Regions from separate parts of the Mus musculus genome. Here all the other regions are linked to region 2. The links are chromatin contacts, called in public HiChIP or PLAC-seq and Micro-C maps. All regions are on one chromosome and are shown on one strand. Each heading gives the region's core, a stretch centred on a gene start, on an enhancer-like site or on the middle of the called end of the contact. The rest is flanking DNA. Distances are from core to core; before and after follow the strand shown.

The links. Hi-C and Micro-C count contacts between places; a contact is called where the count stands out from the background. HiChIP or PLAC-seq counts read pairs in DNA pulled down with a chosen protein or histone mark.
Region 1: a contact with region 2 is called in an H3K4me3 HiChIP or PLAC-seq map of bone marrow-derived macrophages, with 3 times the contacts expected there. The contact joins two enhancer-like sites.
Region 3: a contact with region 2 is called in a Micro-C map of granulosa cells, with 4 times the contacts expected there. The contact joins two enhancer-like sites. A contact is called at or near these places in 1 of 484 Hi-C or Micro-C datasets (granulosa cells) and 1 of 115 datasets of contacts at active chromatin or transcription factors (embryonic stem cells).

The regions. Positions count from the first base shown.
Region 1 is chr9:52,057,537-52,061,209 of GRCm38.p6, forward strand. Rdx (radixin) reads left to right here. Exons shown (of 14, transcript NM_009041.3): 2 at 3,296-3,367. The coding sequence starts at 3,356. Among named protein-coding and RNA genes, the nearest start is that of Rdx, 11 kb to the left of the region's middle. Within about 2 kb of position 2,370, at least 14 of the 459 cell types and tissues checked have an H3K27ac peak or open chromatin away from gene starts, as enhancers often do. A contact at or near this core is called in bone marrow-derived macrophages, where this site is marked.
Region 2 is chr9:52,242,186-52,245,639 of GRCm38.p6, forward strand. No RefSeq gene overlaps it. Among named protein-coding and RNA genes, the nearest start is that of Gm25562, 47 kb to the right of the region's middle. Within about 2 kb of position 2,091, at least 24 of the 459 cell types and tissues checked have an H3K27ac peak or open chromatin away from gene starts, as enhancers often do. A contact at or near this core is called in bone marrow-derived macrophages and granulosa cells, where this site is marked.
Region 3 is chr9:52,104,237-52,107,684 of GRCm38.p6, forward strand. No RefSeq gene overlaps it. Among named protein-coding and RNA genes, the nearest start is that of Mir6244, 9.7 kb to the right of the region's middle. Within about 2 kb of position 1,460, at least 43 of the 459 cell types and tissues checked have an H3K27ac peak or open chromatin away from gene starts, as enhancers often do. A contact at or near this core is called in granulosa cells, where this site is marked.

The DNA of each region.
Region 1 (3,673 bases), core at 1,120-3,619, 180 kb before region 2:
AGTTCAATTCCCAGCAACCACATGGTGGCTCATGACCATCTGTAATGGGATCTGATACCCTCTTCTGGTGTGTCTGAAGACAGCTACAGTGTACTTATAAATAAAATAATTTTTACAAAAACTAAACAAAAAGAAACTCTCTAGGGAATATTGTGATTATTTTGATGGGGACTGAGATAATATTGCTGGCCACAAAGAAATATCCCAGAAGCGCGTCCACAGAGATATACAGTGCTGTACGGCAGGCAAGGTTCCTACATTGGAGAGTTCACTAGGGTTGTAAGCTCTCTAAAATGATCAGGTATGAAAAATAAGCCTCTTTGAGCTAAAAATCAAATTTAAAGAGATATAAAGTAAATATAAGAATAAAAGAATTTTTAAACATCATATCATGAAAGTATTAAAAACTTTTTTCAGTCAAAAATAAATAAAAAAAGACTGTCTAGGAATGTTCTAGATTGCCTAGTGGTTAAAACCATTGTGCTCTTCCAAAGGACCCAAGCTAAGTTCCTAGCACTCAAATTGGGCCACTCACAGCCACCTCTAACTCTAGCTCCAGGAGATTTTGATACCGTCTTCTGGCCTCAGCAAACACCTTTACACACATAGAAATGAAAATTTAAAAATCTTTTAAAATATTTTTCTATTAATAAAACACCAAAATTTTATAACGTAGACATATAATACAATACATTGAAAATAACTGAGAATGGGGCTGGAGAGATGGCTCAGTGATCAAGAGGGTTTCTTGCTCTTTCAGAGGACTGTCAGAGGACTGGAGTTTGAGTCTCAGAACACATCAAATAGCTCACAGCTGCCCGAAAATCCAGCGCCAGGGATTCTGCTGTCCTCTCTCGGCCTCGGTAGCACATGCACACAGGTGGTGTACATCCACGTACGCACGCACGCACGCACGCACGCACGCACACATAAATAAAAATCAATCTTAAATGTGGAGAAACTGGGCCTGCTGACTCCCACCTGTAATTCTAGCACCCTGGGAGCAGAAGTGGCAGGATTACCTCAAGTGTGTGAGTCCAAGGCCAGCCAGAGCTTCTGTGAGACCTTGCCTGAAAATGCAAGACAGTCGCTCATCTGTAGAAACCTGTTGGCTAGAGGAGAATCACTCAGTTAAAGGGGTGGAAAATTTGAAAACATAGTCAAAAGATTAAATAGGAAAATGTCAGAATGTGTCCAGAAAGAACTGAGTGAAAAATACTTGCATGGAAGATGATGTGGGCAAAGCAGAGGCTTTGGAATGAGGAAGCTTACCAGATCTCTGGCTGTTTGTAGGGAATCTGACTCGAAAGAGTAAATGTTAAAGTGGAAAGGAAGATTAGTGCACGGGGGAGTGAATTAAATTGACAGCTGACTGCTCATGTGTGCTAACAATGGCCAGAATAAAGAGAAGTAGCAACATCCAATGCTGAGCAGGCCACAGTTCACCTGGGTGTCTGTGCAGTTAAATTACTATTTAAGGAGAGGACTCTTCCTGGAAAGATGTAACAGTTCTGCAACTGCTTACCTGATACCAGCCTAAAAATTTATGCAAGTGAACAATTGCCATTTTATCAGAAGTCAGCTGGGAAAACTTAAATGTATTTCTGTTAGATTGGCTAAGCAGACTAAAGTGAGGAGAATGAGAGATTTAAAAAAAAAGCGCTTAGCTTGATCTAACATGTTACCCAACGCACACCGTGTAGTATTGTTTATATCTGGAACAAGTGACACTGCACTCAAGTTTAAATATTAAACATAGGCAGAAACTCCACAAATGAGTATTTTACCCATAGACCTAAAACTCTCGAATTTGGAAATTTAAAAGTGGGAACACAATAACAAAACATTTTAAAAGTTATTAGAAATTGTGATTGGAAACTGAACATTTAAGAGCTTAATAATGAAGGAGAGAAGAACATATAAAAATCAGAGGCATACCAGACATGGTGGGAACTGGGCAGGAGAATGGGCCAGGATTTGAGACCAACCTGAGCAAGAAGTTCTGTGCAGAGTTAGAACCTGTCTGAAACAAACAAAAAACCTAAAAACCAACAGACAACAGCAGCAAACCAAAAAAGTCCTACTCCCTTGACCTTGCAATGTATAAAAATGACATGGCTTAAATACATGACAAATGTTTTCTTCCCCTCAAGATAGTTCCTCCCGAAAGGGAACTGTGTTCTTGGCGTTTCTTACCTTCATTTTGAACATGAAAGTTTGACTTGAAACTCCTTTAATTTAGGTGTGAATTAATTGAGAAAATGAGGCCTGTCAGACTGTAAATGTAGGAGGGGTGATAGGGAATAGGCTAGAAAAAGTTCAGCAATGGGGCTTTTATATTTTCTCCTGAATGTCATTGCCAGTGACTCAGATAAAAACATGAAACACAGCCCACGGAGCTGCAGAGGGTGTTTCTGTGTAAGAGACGTTTATTGGCATGTGTGTGAATAAAATTTAGGGAAATTACCTTATTTGAATGTGTGTTAATTTAGCTGGGCCTACAACTATCTTGGCAGTGATAGTGTCTACATAAATTTTAATGTCTCTGATACATTAGTCACAGTAAGGTTTGATGCTGGAATCTCTTTTCCTAGACAGCTGATAAAGGCTTGGTAGATTTCTCAGAAAGGCAAACTCATTTTTGTTGATGTTTCTTAGTAAGAATGTTTCCCCAAGGGCAACAGGGTAGTCCTTCCCTGCTAAGATGTGTTGCCTCAGTGGAAGAAGTTACATGCCAGCCTTAGCTTAGGACTGTTCTGAGTTTCAGTGGTCACTGGCTAGCTGGGTACTAGCACCTGTGTTGCTATGTAGAGATGTTGCTGCCTTCCACACTTTAGGTGAGTAAGCTGGTGTGTTTTTTCCCAGTTTTTAAAATTTAAAAAAGAAAAATAATTTTTACGAAAAACAGTTTTCATTTGACAGTACAGAAAGGTTGGAAAATACTGAGTTTCCCTTAGACTTGAGGCTGCTGGTCTTCTTTAGTACTGCCTCTTGCCATACAAGGCTGGTGCATGGAGGAGCTTGTATGGCAGAAGCAGTCTTTAGTCCATAGTGATCAGGTTTTCTTGCTGTCTTTTAGATTAACATACTTTAAGCTGTGCTGGTTGAGATGTGCAGTGCTTCCAGTGCCATACACCAGGCTTTTTAGGGGATGTGGAATGCTCGCCCAAGACTTTTGAGTGTGAACCTAAGAGGACACAGTGTCACTTGTAACCTGCTTTCCATCTTAGTCCTGCAAGGTAGAGGTAAAACCTAACATGAGTGGAAATAAAGTATGCTTCCTTTTCTTTAACAGGCTATAATTGTTTATAGAAGTGAAGAGTTTCTAAAGAAGGTAACAAACAAGAAAAAGAAAATGCCGAAGCCAGTAAGTGTGTTTTGATTCTTTTGATACTGCTTAATGTTCATTGTGCGGGTTGTGAAGAGTGATCATGGGTGACAGGACAGTTAGGTTAAAATTAATGGCATTTGGTACCAAGCAGTCTAGTTCTGTTCTGGCTTTCATACTTAATCTGTGTGTGACTTCTGTTTAACCCATTTTGCTCTTGGTTTCCTCTACATAAAATAGGGATATAATTTTATTTACTCAAGAAAGGAGACAAGGATTATATAAGAAGAATCTAGTATATATTTAGCTCTCAATAATTGTAAGTTATTGTTAGGAGAAAATAAT
Region 2 (3,454 bases), core at 841-3,340:
CACACAGACATACATACAAACACACATACAGACAGACAGACAGACAGACACACACACACACACACACACACACAGACCTGTTTGGTTTCAGTGTTCACAGCTATCACTGTTTGAATTGCATGTCTTCCGATCATGTCTCCAGAGCCTGCACATGGATAATCCCTTTGAATTGATTAGCCTGGTCTGTTTTTCCTCTGGTATGCATTCTTCCTGGAACTGGAACCTCACTTTGGCCACAGTTTCCCTGCATTTTTCTTTCCTTGCCATATTCAAAACAGAATAGAGATAAGACAGTTAGGACCAGTAAATGAAAGAAAGCCGTTTGTTAAATAAGAAAATCAGAAGCGACAGCCCGACCGCAGTCAGCATGACTCTAGCCCGCTAAAGTCCACATGCGCAAGCAGGCAGCTTAACTCCTACAATGTTTCTGATAGACCAGAGAATTGCTTTTCGTGCCCTGCACTGTAGCCCCTGGATGGATCCTCAAACCTGCCTGGTGTGCACCATCCTCACCCCCATTCCAGGGATGTCTGATGAACTTTGTTCAGACCTGCCCAGTGTCTGGCAGCTCTGCATCATTTTCAGGATAATAAAACTGCCGCATCTCTCCGTGAGATCTTTTAAACCCATCTCTCCTTTACTTCCGGGGTCAGATCCTCTTGTCAGTAGGTAGGGTGTTAGAAGTGGCCTATATTCAGTACTGAGAGTTTGTTACAGTGTCTTACTTTTCTGATTTTTGTCTACTTGAGGGACAAATTTGAAACAGGCTCATCGCTTCTTTAAATTTCCAAAGATTATAGAGAACTTAGCATAAATGATGAATTTTGCGTTCCAGTTCCATCCTAAGAGTCAGAAACAACGTGGCCCCTTGAAAAGCTTTCTTTGCCAATTTACTTCTAGCTCACTGCAGATAGGGTTCAGCTAGTTCTGCTTGACATTGATACAGATGTCCCTTGGACTCCTCCTCCCAAGATAAAGTGTTCCTTTTGTAAGTCCTGCTGTTCTAACCACAGCAGCTCTTGGTGACCCTGAGGAAGGAAAGAGAAGCCACTGCATTGAGTCCAGAGTATGAGACTGCCCTGTCATTGGTCACAGGGTGCGTGCTGGCCACACCTCTTGCCTCTTGTTCTCTTAAAGACTCAATTTCTTTTGTAGATGACAGTAGACAGAGTCCATCTTTCTGGCCTTTCTGTGGCCTTGAGGACACTATTTGGTATTTCACTGCATTCATCTTGTAATAAACAGCCACTAGAAGCAAAGAGATGTCATGTCTAATTGGAAAGGTAAAGTCTACTGTGAATACAAGGGCAAATGGAGAGGACTTTTGAATGACCTTGCTGCTGTCATTGTTAGCTTGGCTGATGCCCTGACTCTGTTGACTCCTGGTGCACTACATCTGTAACTCCTCAAGTGCTACTCTGTGAGCCTCTCACCGACATGATCTCACGCTCACGTGGGACTACATTTTAGTTCCTTTCAACATGACACCTTAGCTGCCTTTCAAACTAGTAGCTCTAAATCATCCCACCAAGTAAGGTTCAGATTTTGAACATCTGTCATCTCTTGAAAGCGGGTTTTGGTGTTGTTGTTGTTTTAAATATGTATGTGTGTGCTTGTGTGAGTTTGTGTGTACATTGTACATGAAGTGCCCGTGGAGAACAGAAGAGGGCATCTGATCCCCTGGGAGCTGGAGTTAAGAGAGGGTTGTGAGATGCCATGTGGGCACTGGAACTCGGGAACTCGGCAAAAGTAATCAGCATTCTGAACTGCTGAGACATCTCTCCAACCCCAGACAGTAGTCCCCCTGCCTCAGTAAAAGTAAGCTTTCTAACTTACCTTGTAAGGAATTAGAGTGCTATCTTTATTTGGAATATTTCCGTTTCTTCTGACATTTAGTGAGCCGCTAGAGAAAGCTGATGCGCGTAGCCTGCTGTCTTTTACATCAGTTATTTAGTGAGTCGAGCAAGAATACATTAGGCCTATTTTTAGCATGTTCTTTCTTATAAGCGCATCATGAACGTCAGAGAGTCTTAGCAGCCTCACTAATGTGGGAAGTGAACTTGTCAGATATCAGTTCCTCTGCAGGGTCAGGCTTAATTGAAACGCCGAGATGGAGATAGGGAACCACACTAAAGAAAACTCCAAGTGATTCAAGGAGTGGTATTTATAAACCTGAGTCAGCAGTGAATCAGCTCTCAAGTGGGGGCTCAGGGGACTGCTTGGTTAAAGCGACAACAAAGCCAAATTGAAGCTGAGCCCGCCCGCCTGGGCTTCTTGTTCGATATCCTGGGTTTTCTCTGGAATTACTGCTGTACCTCTGCAGAAGTCTGAGGAGCAGGCTGTGACCCCTGCTCTCCCCATCCCGCCCCAGGTGTTTCTCTCAGTGTTAAAAGCAGCAAAGACATCAAGAATAAGTTCATTTAAAATTAAAATGTGCTGTCTCCTTGCAACCTTTTTTTTTTTTTTTTGGTCTTGAGGCAAGGTCTCATGTGTGGTCTAGCCTGACCTTAAACTTATTATGTAGCTGAGGATGACCTTGGACTTAGGATCATCCTGCTTTGATTCTTGAGGGACCAAGTACCACAATGGCACATTGTGTAAGAAAAACCAAGAGTAGCACTTTTTGGAACTTCATACCTGATCCATTTTAACCACTTACAAAGCCTATATTTAACAAGAGGTGGCTCTGAGTCTTAGGATGTGAGAGGCTGCTGGAAAGAACACAGCCTGAAACAATTTCCAGTCAAGATTCTGGTTCAGATAATCCTGTCAGACAGACCCAAGTTTCCTATCCCATGTCCGAGTGGAAAGCAGTAAATCTCAGGTCTTAACCGAGCCACCTCAAATAACTAAATGGTCAAGCTCCACTTCAGTGTACAGTAGATTCACTAACATCCTAAGTGGCAAAAGATAAAGATAACAGAAATCATTTAAAAAATTCGGAAGCTCAAAGCATGATATATGTACAGATGGACCCTGTCTTCCTGAGATCTGATACTGGTGAAATTATAACCCCCGGTTCGTTCGTCCTTCCTTCCTTCCTTCCTTCCTTCCTTCCTTCCTTCCTTCCTTCCTTCCTTCCTCTCTCTCTCTCTCTCTCCCCCCCCTCTCTCCTCCTCCTCCTCCTCCTTCTTTTTTAAAGTGAAAATTGAAGACAGATTCCAGCCAAATTTATTAAGGTTTGTGATCATTGTTAAACATGTATCTGAGACTTTTTCTCTTGAACTGACATTGGATTAAAATGAGTTTATGTGGGGACCAAGAACTCAAGCTTATGTTACCAGTCGGCAACTTGAGGACAGAATTCATCAGTGTTTAAAGACAGTTAGGGAGCATCAGGCTCAGCAACACTTGGCCAGAGAGTTGTCCGTCCAGGATCCCATAGTGAGGCTTCACAGTGTAGCCACGGACCTCCTTCCACAGTGAGTCTGGAAACTTGAATGACTTCACCACT
Region 3 (3,448 bases), core at 210-2,709, 140 kb before region 2:
CCAGAAGCCCGTCGGACTCATTAGGCTGTGAGCTACTGACCACGGCCATGCTGTATCAACGCCACTCTTAATTCCATTTCTTAGCAGACCCTCCAGAGACTCCAGTCTTCTGCTCAAGAGAGAGCCTGCCAGCCACAACCAATGCTGCTTTTCTGGACAGATCCTTCCTGGCTGGGGCTAGTGACTGACACAGGCAGAAGCCACTGGAAACGATATGCTGCGGTAGGGGATGGGTAGTGCTTTGGGAGACTGCCTGGAAGCAGAGGCTGAGGAGGCTTAACGATTTCCTCAGCAGGTGAGAAGCCTGGAGCTGCAGTGTGTGATCTGCTGTAAATTAGTGGGGATCGGGGCTTGAACCTTGAAGCAGTTGCTCCAGCCAGGGACCTTACTCTTCTGCTGTAGACTAGGGTGTTTGAAATGAAGGAATGAACCATATACCTCCATTTCTACACCTAATTTCTGTTTGTAATATGTCTTGGAAAAGGGAAAGAAGTCACCGGCTTTTACTATTAAACAGAAGGTGACTGGACAGCACAGATAGGCCACCGAGGCAGGAGGATTAAGAGTGTTGTGTTCAGTGCTCACCAAGCCCAGCACCCTACACAGAGGCATAACACAGCAGGCCCTCTGCCCACGCTGCTTTTATGACTCTTCTCATATCACTGGACAGATGGACTGGAAGTTGATGGCTCAGAACCCCAAAGCCCACAGTGTTGCCATGGGAGAGAGAGAAGACAACATCTTCCAGGTGCCAACATCCTCACATGCTCCCTGAAGGAACACATGGCTAGGGAGGTTTCCCTCCTCCCCAGAGAACCCGTACATAAGATGAGCACTCTGGCCCTGGCTCAAGATGCATTCTGCATTCCTTCCCGGGAAGATGCAGGCGTTGACTGCAGAGTTTGTGGACAACACTGTTTCTCATGTTTTCTTTTGGGGGAGCTGGCTGTCTGCAGAAAGTCTAGTTTCCCCCACTTGGAGGGGGGGGGTCTGCCTTTTTGGAATTCAGTGGTAGACAGGAGGTTGAGCTACCCCAGCTAGATCTGCATTCTCCAGCAAGGAGCTTCTGCCAGGTGCACTGTAATTCTCACCCCCACCTATGCAATCTCCTGCTTCGTTGCTCTTGTCCTGTGTCTCTCATTTAATGTACATCTGACTCACCTGGAAGGTTTGCTAAGAAACTTGCTGGAATCCTTTCTCGGACTTTGTGGTAGAGCAGACAGACCACAGCCCTGCCTCAAGCATCTCCATTGCTATCACATTCCTGGGTGAGACCAAGGCTCCTTCCCTAGGAACCACACTCGAGACCTAGAAGCACTTGTTTGGAGGGACGAGTTGTATTTATTGTTCTCCTCAGACATTGCAAGAACCAAATGTTCTCCAGGCTGAGTCAGCAGGGTGGCATTTGCTAAACAGGGGCCAGTGAACATTCCTTGGCCAGCATGAGTAATTCTTACAAATCAATATCCTCTTCTGGCCTTGGCTTTGGCCTTGGGGACAAACAAGTGGTTCTGCATTACACTCACTTCAGACTGGGCAGAACACAAGATGAATGGATGCCGGCTGCACGTCTACCCGTAAATGGTGATTTAAGGACAGAATCCCATTTTCTCTCAATAAAGCCATAGACAGAGAGAGCCCAGTGCACAGATAAACAAGCGCATAGCCAGGCTTTTTAGCGAGGGTAGGAGTGAGTTGTATGATCCAGCTTTTCACTGAATTATAAGTCAAACATCCACAGATCAGGGGACAGCATGACACTTCCTCACCATGGGAATGCATCTGACGGATCAGCTGGAGAGGGGACACTGACAGAGGCACTTCCCAGACCCTGAGCTGTCCCTGAAATGGGTCTCATCCCCATAGAGTTCACCTACTTGAGTTCATACAACGAGTTAATCTGCATATACTCTTCATTGCCTGACTTCACTCCACCAACACAAGAATTCCTTCAAATGCCTTTCGCCCCTTTGGCTTTTGTGACAACCGTATCAAGTGTTTCTCCAGCCTTTACCAACCACCAAGGCTGCTAGATGCCAAGCCAGTGAAGCCTTCTAATGTCCCAGCCCAGCATGGCTTCCTAGCCAAGCCTCTGTAGGAATCCTCCATTTTCTCGTCTTCCTGCAGTCTGGTCCACCCCAGTGGAGATGTCTTCCTTACCACCCTTCCCATTTGTATTACACAAAGGCTCCATATGTTGCCTTCAATAGTCTACCTATAGCCTCAGATATCCTCCTTCTTGGGTGCGCTGAGGGTCATGAGTTTCCATTGAGACTGAACATGGAGACTATCTGGTGAGGTCCTGTGCTGGTTAGTTTTGTCAACTTGACACAAGATAATCACCTGAGAGGGAGAAGCCTCAACTGAGAAAATCCCCCCTCATAAGATCTGGCTGTAGTTAAGTCTTTAGGGCATTTTCTTAATTAGTGATTGATGTGGGAGGACCTACCCCATTGTGAGTGCTGTCACTCTAGGGCTCTAAGCTCTGGGTTCTATTAAGTAGGCTGAGAAAGCCATGTGGAGCAAGCCAGTAAGCAGCACCCCTCCATGGCCTCTGCATCAGCTCCTGCCTCCTGCCTAGTTTGAGTTCCTGCCCTGACTTCCTTCAGTGATGGTTCATGTTGTGAAAGTGTAAGCCAAATAAACCCTTTTCCTCCACAACTTGCTCCTGGTGTTTCATCACAGCAATAGAAACTCTAAGAGGGCAGTAGTCTGTCTCTTGTATTAGACTATAGGATATGGGTACTTGAGGAAGTTTGACGTATGAATCTGATCATCCAAAAATCCTGGCTATGTGGTCCTGCTGAGGGCTGGGGTGCCCATCGTACCACCAGTGAAGAGACAGAAGGGGATTTGGCTGCGTGAGGAAGGATGGAGTGCAGGCTCACTTCCTAAGTCTTCTGGTCCTAGGGTAACTGAAACAACCCTCTAAGGATGGTGCCCTGTGCATGAAGTCCTACCCTTTAAAGGTCACATTACCTTCAGATTGTTGGGGACTAAGGTTTTATCACCAGAAACTCACCATAACCAAACCACAACATGAGCATCTGACTGTCCTGATATCTCGACTTAGCTCTTGAGGGCCAGGGGCTAGCCTACCTGCATCCCTGTAGTGGACGTGCCTGTGTTCATACCTCTAGTAACATGGGCACCAGGGGACATATCTTGATCAAGACTGTTAAGATCCTTGGTTGTTAGGATTGGGTGGAACTGACATGCAGGAACAAAACCAGGAGTGCCACAAACCATTGCCCGGTGTGTAAGGGACTTTAAATAGCCTTAAATATCCACTCATGGCTGTCAGCTATTCCTTCCCTTCACCAGTCTGTGGCCTCTGTACATGGGTGTGCCATTGCTTTAGAGAGCTTGAAATGGCAGGGCTGGACAGTAGGCTATGGCCTACATGCCTGGCTTCTTCAAAGGGGCCAAGTGACTAACGGGACTAAGG